2 separate regions of the Xenopus laevis genome follow, and region 1 is linked to region 2. The links are chromatin contacts, called in public Hi-C maps. All regions are on one chromosome and are shown on one strand. Each heading gives the region's core, a stretch centred on a gene start, on an enhancer-like site or on the middle of the called end of the contact. The rest is flanking DNA. Distances are from core to core; before and after follow the strand shown.

Region 1 (3,318 bases), core at 5-2,504, 68 kb after region 2:
TTGCCTGGTGATACAATGCAAACCTAGAGCAGCTTGTCTGCTTCTATGAAAGTAGTTAAGAGCTCCTTTGAACAGCCGGAGGTATTGCATATATTCACATTGAAGAGATCATCTAGCACTGGAATCCCATTGCTATTCCTCTCTGGTCATGCTAAATGAGAAGAGTAACTTTTAAAGTGTGAAGATTTCTTCTTTTGCAACTGCATAACAAAAAGAAATCACACCCACAGCATGTTCTTCCGGTCTTGTTTCTGAACAGTAGGGACTACGTTGTGGGTGAATTAACTGCCACAAACAGATACCATTCAACAAAAAAACAATTGTTATTTGGCATTTCCAAATCCTTTACATATAATATTTTTTTTTCTAAACTTGCATAGATAAATCCACCCACTTATACTGATGCAACACTTAGTTACTTAAGGGTTAAATCTTACCAGTGAATCCACTGAATGTAGAAATATTTCTCAGGCACATTCTGCAAAAGAGAAACTATATTTAGTTAGTGCATTAGATGCAGAAAAAAAAACAAGCTAGGAAATCTTATAGTCAAAGCTATTGGATTTAAATAGCACCATTATGTTTAGAAGTGCAACTGCAACCATATTTACATCATAACTTATATTTAAACACTATATTTAGTGTTTAGTGTTGAGACTACCAGCTATTATTGGCCTCTCATTGTTACTTCATTCCATTATATAAGACACATAGGGCCAGAGTGAATTCAGTCATAGAAACTTATCCAATGACAACAGGGCTGGAACTAGGGGTAGGCAGAGTAGGCGCTTGCCTAGGGTGCAAAGCTGGGGGGGTGCCAGGCACGTACCTGCTCTGTCGCCTACCCCATGTAAGGTCCCCTCTCTCCACATCTTTTTACGCTTCCACGCATGCGCGCACGCATGGTCTGGCCTGGCTCTGCATGACAACTCAATAAAAGTCTATAGGAAAAATTTAATTAATAGATGGCTATGCCTTTTCAGGGCTGTTACTCATAGGTGTATTTTTTTCTGTGTTTCTCAAACGCATGCTGATCGTGAGTTTTTAAGTGCAACTACGTTTTTGTCTGTTCCAAACAGTGGTGTAACTAGATATTAATAGCCCCACAGCAAATTACTTTTCAGGCCCATCAAAATGTCTAGATATTGACCTGTTTTACCAATATTTATATTGAACTTATACAAGAATTAGGGCCTCATGGGGCCCCTGCAGTCAACTTCCTCTGTAGTTATAGCCCTGGTTCAAAATGCAACCCTCTATTCTATCGACAGCTGAACGTGAGTCAAGTGCATGAAATGCTGCATGCTGGGTCTAAACAAACGCAATGAAATGCAAATGGAGTAAAACACAAATTAGAATGCTCATGAAACACAGAAAGAAATAGCCAGCGCTTGGTCTAACCCACAATCTGGAGTTGCTAATTAGCTGCTAATAATGATAAAAAAGGCAGTATTTGTACACAAAGAGACATAATGCCAATGCACAGTTTGCCTTTAAAAATAATTATTACAAAAAATGAGGTGTTAGTACCACACTTTGGTTATGTAAGCTCATGTGCCACGTCAAGGCCCCTCATTGTATGACGAATTTCCAGGTTTTAACACGAAAATTCAGCTTCGCTAGTGCAGTGATCGCTATTGTGCGCATTGCACTAGCGATGCGGCCCCCTTTGACCCACTCCAACGCTGATGTTTTAAGTGCAGAGCAGAAGAGGAATCAGACTCAGGCTGCAGCAGCCCCAGGACCGCCCCTTGTTGTGGGGATGATGGTTTTGCATCATGATTTGTGATTTTGCCAAAGGTAAGAGATTTTAGAAATGTAATAAAATTACCTAGTGTGCAGCGGCGTGGACGGCCGCCACGCCGCCGCGCTCCTGGTCCGGCGCCATCTTGATTCTTCTAGGGCGCGCCTCTTAAAGGTACTGGTACTACGCCAGCGCGTATTGACGCTCGTTTTGGCGCCAATTTCAAATGTATATAAAGCCCATTCTGACTCCCAGCCAGTGCCCGTGATAGAATCTTGATTCTGGTGGTTCCTGAAGCCTTGTGCTGTCTGTTCCTGTGTAATTTGTATCTGCTATTCCGGTTTTGATCCCTGCCTGTTCCCGACTATTCTGATATCCGAATCCTAACCTTAGCCTGCATCTCGACTACTCTTTCTGCCTGACCCCATCTGTTTGATTACCCGGTTTGACCCTTGCCTGCCTGACGATTCTTGATATCTGCCTGCCTCGACCTTGCCTGCCTGACGATTCTTGATATCTGCCTGCCTCGACCCTGCCTGTCTGACGATTCTCTTGCCTGCTCCATTTGTACCGTGACCTTCGGCCTAAAAGACTATCTACCTGCCGTGCCCCTCTGCTAGCCAGAACATCTCGCCTTGTACCCCTCGTTAAGTCCAGGTGGCACCCAAGTAAGCTGAGGGCTCCTCCCGAAGCCCAACGGTGGTCACACTACTGGTGAAGCCGAGCCGAGACCAGGGTACTCGGCACCTGTTCTGGTATTGGGTGCCGGCCGTGACAAAATGCTTCTGTGGTAAAATTACAATTACAATAACGGTTTCATCTGAAAAAAACCAAGGTATTTTTGCATTGTGAAAAAGTACAGAGATTATTATTATCCACCATTGCATTCCACTTCAACCAATGGGAGCTCTTCCCAGCCTTCCACAGCCCTCCCCTCTATCTAGAGCTGTCTGGGCATTGTGTTTCAAATAGGGTTGCCACATTTTCTGGAAAAAGCATATCAACTTTCCTATATGTTTATATTCATTCCCTATTAATAACATTGGCTTTAAGCATCATTTTTAGCATCCAGGCTGGTAAAAGCTGTGAGGTGGCAACCCTAGTTTAAAAAAGGTATTGGCAACACTGGAGCTTTTTTGTTTGCAGTTGTGGCATGGTGAAAAGGAGCTACAAGGCAGGGCAATATATAGGGGCAGATTTATCAAAGGTCGAGGTGAAGTTTCAAAGTGAAAAACTTCTAATTTCGCGCTATTTTTGGTGTACTTCCACTCGGGAATAGTCATACTTTGATTCTAATTTGAAAAAACTTTTTTAAGTACTGTCTCTTTAAAACTTCGACTTTGACCATTCGCCACCTAAAAGCTGCCGAAGTGCTGTTTTAGCCTATGGTGGACCTCCTACAACCTGTATGGAGGCAATTGGGGGAGTTTGGGAAATCGAAGGTCGAAGTTAAAAAAACTTTGAATCGAAGTACGATCATACGATTCGAAGTAGGCCGATTCTAGCCCACTTCGACCCCAAAAATACTTCGACCTCCATTCGATTGGTCTTTTTGAATTCTACGTTAGAAGTTT
Region 2 (3,075 bases), core at 471-2,970:
TATCCAGATAACACATCAAGATTCATATTCCATCGGCAATATCAACATTATAGTCACTGTATCAGGGTAGTCTTAGTAAATGTACATCTAACCAGGGGTTCCATATGTTGCCAAATTTGTCATATGTTAATTTTTTTAGTGGGAGCATCCGGTTTAAATAGTAAACACATTTGCCTTTTCTAGGGGGGAAAAGGGCTATCCCTCTCATGAGTGTTATTGGCATAAATAAAGGAGTGATCTCACCAGTACTCTGCTTGTGGTTAAAGAGTTTGTTCACCTTTAATTTAACGTTTAGTATTATGTCGAGAGTGATATTCTGAGACAATTTGCAATTGGTTTTCATTTTTTATTATTTGTGGTTTTTGAGTTATTTAGCTTTTTATTCAGCAGCACTCCAGTTTGCAGTGTCGGCAATCTGGTTGCTAGGGTCCAAATTACCCTAGTGACCATGCACTGATTTGAATGAGAATATGGAATATTAATAGGGGATGGTCGGAACAGAAAGATAAGTAATAAAAGTTAGCAATAACAATACATGTGTAGCTTTAGCGAGGGCTAGAAGAGTCAGGAGAAGGCAAATAATTCATAAACTACAAAAAAATAAATAATGACGACCAATTGAAAAGTTGCTTAGAATTGGCCATTCTATAACATACTAAAAGTTAACCTGGATTGGGGAGAGATCTAGGGGCAAATTCACTAAGATTCGTAGTTGCGCCAGTGTCCGCTTCGCCACACTTTCGCCAGCAATATGCAAATTCACTAAAATCCAAAGTTGTGCTCAGGGGAAGCGTAAGGTTGCGAAGTTGCACTAGCATTCATTCGCCAAGAAAAGCAAAGTTACGCTAGCGATGCTTAATTTGCATACAGCGCCAAATTGAAGTTACAATGGAAGTATATATGTAGCATCACTACACAAGCCTGGGAAACCTTCAAAACAGCAAATCAATTTTTTATTTTGCCCTACACATGTGCCCACTGTATAGTTAAGGTGCCATGAGTTAGGAAATGTAGGGGGGAAGGAGGGTAGCCCCAAAAAAGCTTTCGATCTTTTTCAGCCTATCACCCATAAAAAAAGAAAAAACTTTTTTTGAAGCAATCCCTATCTACTCTATTGCACTTCGCCTGGTCTGAGGTGGCGAAGGAAGTCTGGCGTAAAAGGTAGCGTTTAGAAAAATGCGCGCGTCAGTGAATTTGCGTAGTTACGTCTGTTGCGCAAATTCGCCAGGCGTAAGGGTGCGAAGTAACACTAGCGAATTTACGCCAGTGTCCATTAGTGAATTTGCGAAATAACGAAAATGCGCTACGCTAGCGTTAGGCGCTTCGTCGGAATTTGCCCCCTAGAGTTTCCTTACACCATATTTTTTACACTTTGTAAATAAGCTTTCCATTTCTCGTTTTAACTGCCTGCTATGAATGGTAAAATCTAGGCACTACACCAAGTACCTGAAGGTACCGAAGATTTCAAGTGTCTGTTCTTTATTTTTTGCAATTTGTTGGTTGTAACTAAGTGTAAGATCACCAGGGCAATGGCAGCAAAAGACAAACAGGCTATTTTGAGCACGTTGCCTTCCACTGTTTAGTAGCTAGGGAGGTAGCACTTGCAAACGATTGCTAGAGCAGGCTTCTGCCTCTGTTTTTTAACTAGAATAATAGGCTAGAGGGGGACTTCAGCGATTGGAAAAAATGTCATTTTTATGCTGCCACCCTTGTGCACAAAATAGAACGCATAAAACAGAACACGTGATTAGACGTCATACGTATGCGCCGGAAGTAAAGGGGAAGCTGGTAGTTGCCCATGAGTGCAGAATAGCTCATACTCCGAGTGAGTTATTCTGTGCTTTCATTTGTACTAAGAAATACTTTACGTCATTTGTACCTGGTCTAATAGCTTAGAACAAAGGCAATCTTATTCCGTATAGTGTTATAGGCAGACGAGAGCTTGATCGTACTGTGACGCGATACCAAATCCAAGTTGCTAAAATGAGGTCTGTTAGGAATTCTACATGCACGGGCTTGTTACTGCAATACAGTCTGTTCCACGCCTTCTGCTTTTGACTCATGAGGCTATAGTAGTGGTTTCTTTTATTAGTATAACTTTAACTAACTCAAACTAGATTAAAAATGCTATATAGGTGAAGCATAGAGTTGCAGTTTCATTAGCAGATAGAGTATTGTCTTTTTTTAGTGAATGTGAAGGTGCAACAGAATACAAATAACTGTCCAGATTTACATGGTTTTTCTTTTGCCTCCCCTTACATGCAGGCAACCAATGAGATGACCATGACCAGTTTAATAATCCCTGTGCTTGACATCCACAATGAGAACTTCAGTGAACTCTGGCCTTCCTTGTTGCTGGCTCTGAAGACATCCACCTTTATAGCTGTAGACACTGTAAGTGCCAGCAGTAAAATGGCTAACAATTCCCCTAGTGAAATATAAAGGAAATATTGACTTAACCAAATAAAGTTTCAGAGGAACTGGAAACTAAAAATGAGTCTCTCAATATTATCTTGAAGTTGTATGATAACAGTAGATATAGAAATAATTGCAATATAGAACCCATAATAGAAAAAAATTGAGATAAAAAGAAAACCTAACTAAAATTATGCATTAGGTAGTTTTAGGATATATATTTTGTTGCTTTTAGCACCATTCTTATTTTATGTATACATGCAGAGTTTTAATTTTACAGTGCAACCCTACTGTTATATGAAGCCTTGATGAATTCTTTCAGTAGCCTTTTTTCAGCATAACGGAAAAGGTTTGTTAAAAATTAGTGAAAATCCTTTAAAACTAAATTAAAGAGATCTAACTCACTGTGCATTCCTTGTCTTTGCAGGAGCTAAGTGGCTTGGGAGAAAGGAAACATTTGCTAAACCAGTAAGTAAGAGACCTGCTCTTGGAGCTGAACCTGTTGATAAAGTGACTTAATTAGACCCCAGCATTTCAACTGGGGCAGGGCCTTAGAGTTACAGTACTACAATCGCCTAAGCCTCTTTACCAAAAAAAAGTCACATAGTAACTTTTCTCTTTTCTCATGGCATGTCATGTTTCTGTGCCATAGTAGACTTT

Evidence for each region. Hi-C and Micro-C count contacts between places; a contact is called where the count stands out from the background.
Region 1: a Hi-C map of the XL177 cell line shows a contact between it and region 2, with 4 times the contacts expected there. The contact joins the enhancer-like site here to the promoter of toe1.S in region 2. A contact is called at or near these places in 2 of 4 Hi-C or Micro-C datasets (the XL177 cell line and the XTC cell line).

What each region holds. Positions count from the first base shown.
Region 1 is chr4S:70,917,362-70,920,679 of Xenopus_laevis_v10.1, forward strand. No RefSeq gene overlaps it. Among protein-coding and RNA genes, the nearest start is that of tesk2.S, 11 kb to the left of the region's middle. Within about 2 kb of position 1,255, at least 1 of the 7 cell types and tissues checked has an H3K27ac peak or open chromatin away from gene starts, as enhancers often do.
Region 2 is chr4S:70,848,638-70,851,712 of Xenopus_laevis_v10.1, forward strand. It overlaps toe1.S (target of EGR1 protein 1), which reads left to right and starts at 1,721. Exons shown (of 8, transcript XM_018260838.2): 1 at 1,721-1,825; 2 at 2,266-2,394; 3 at 2,843-2,883. The coding sequence starts at 2,278.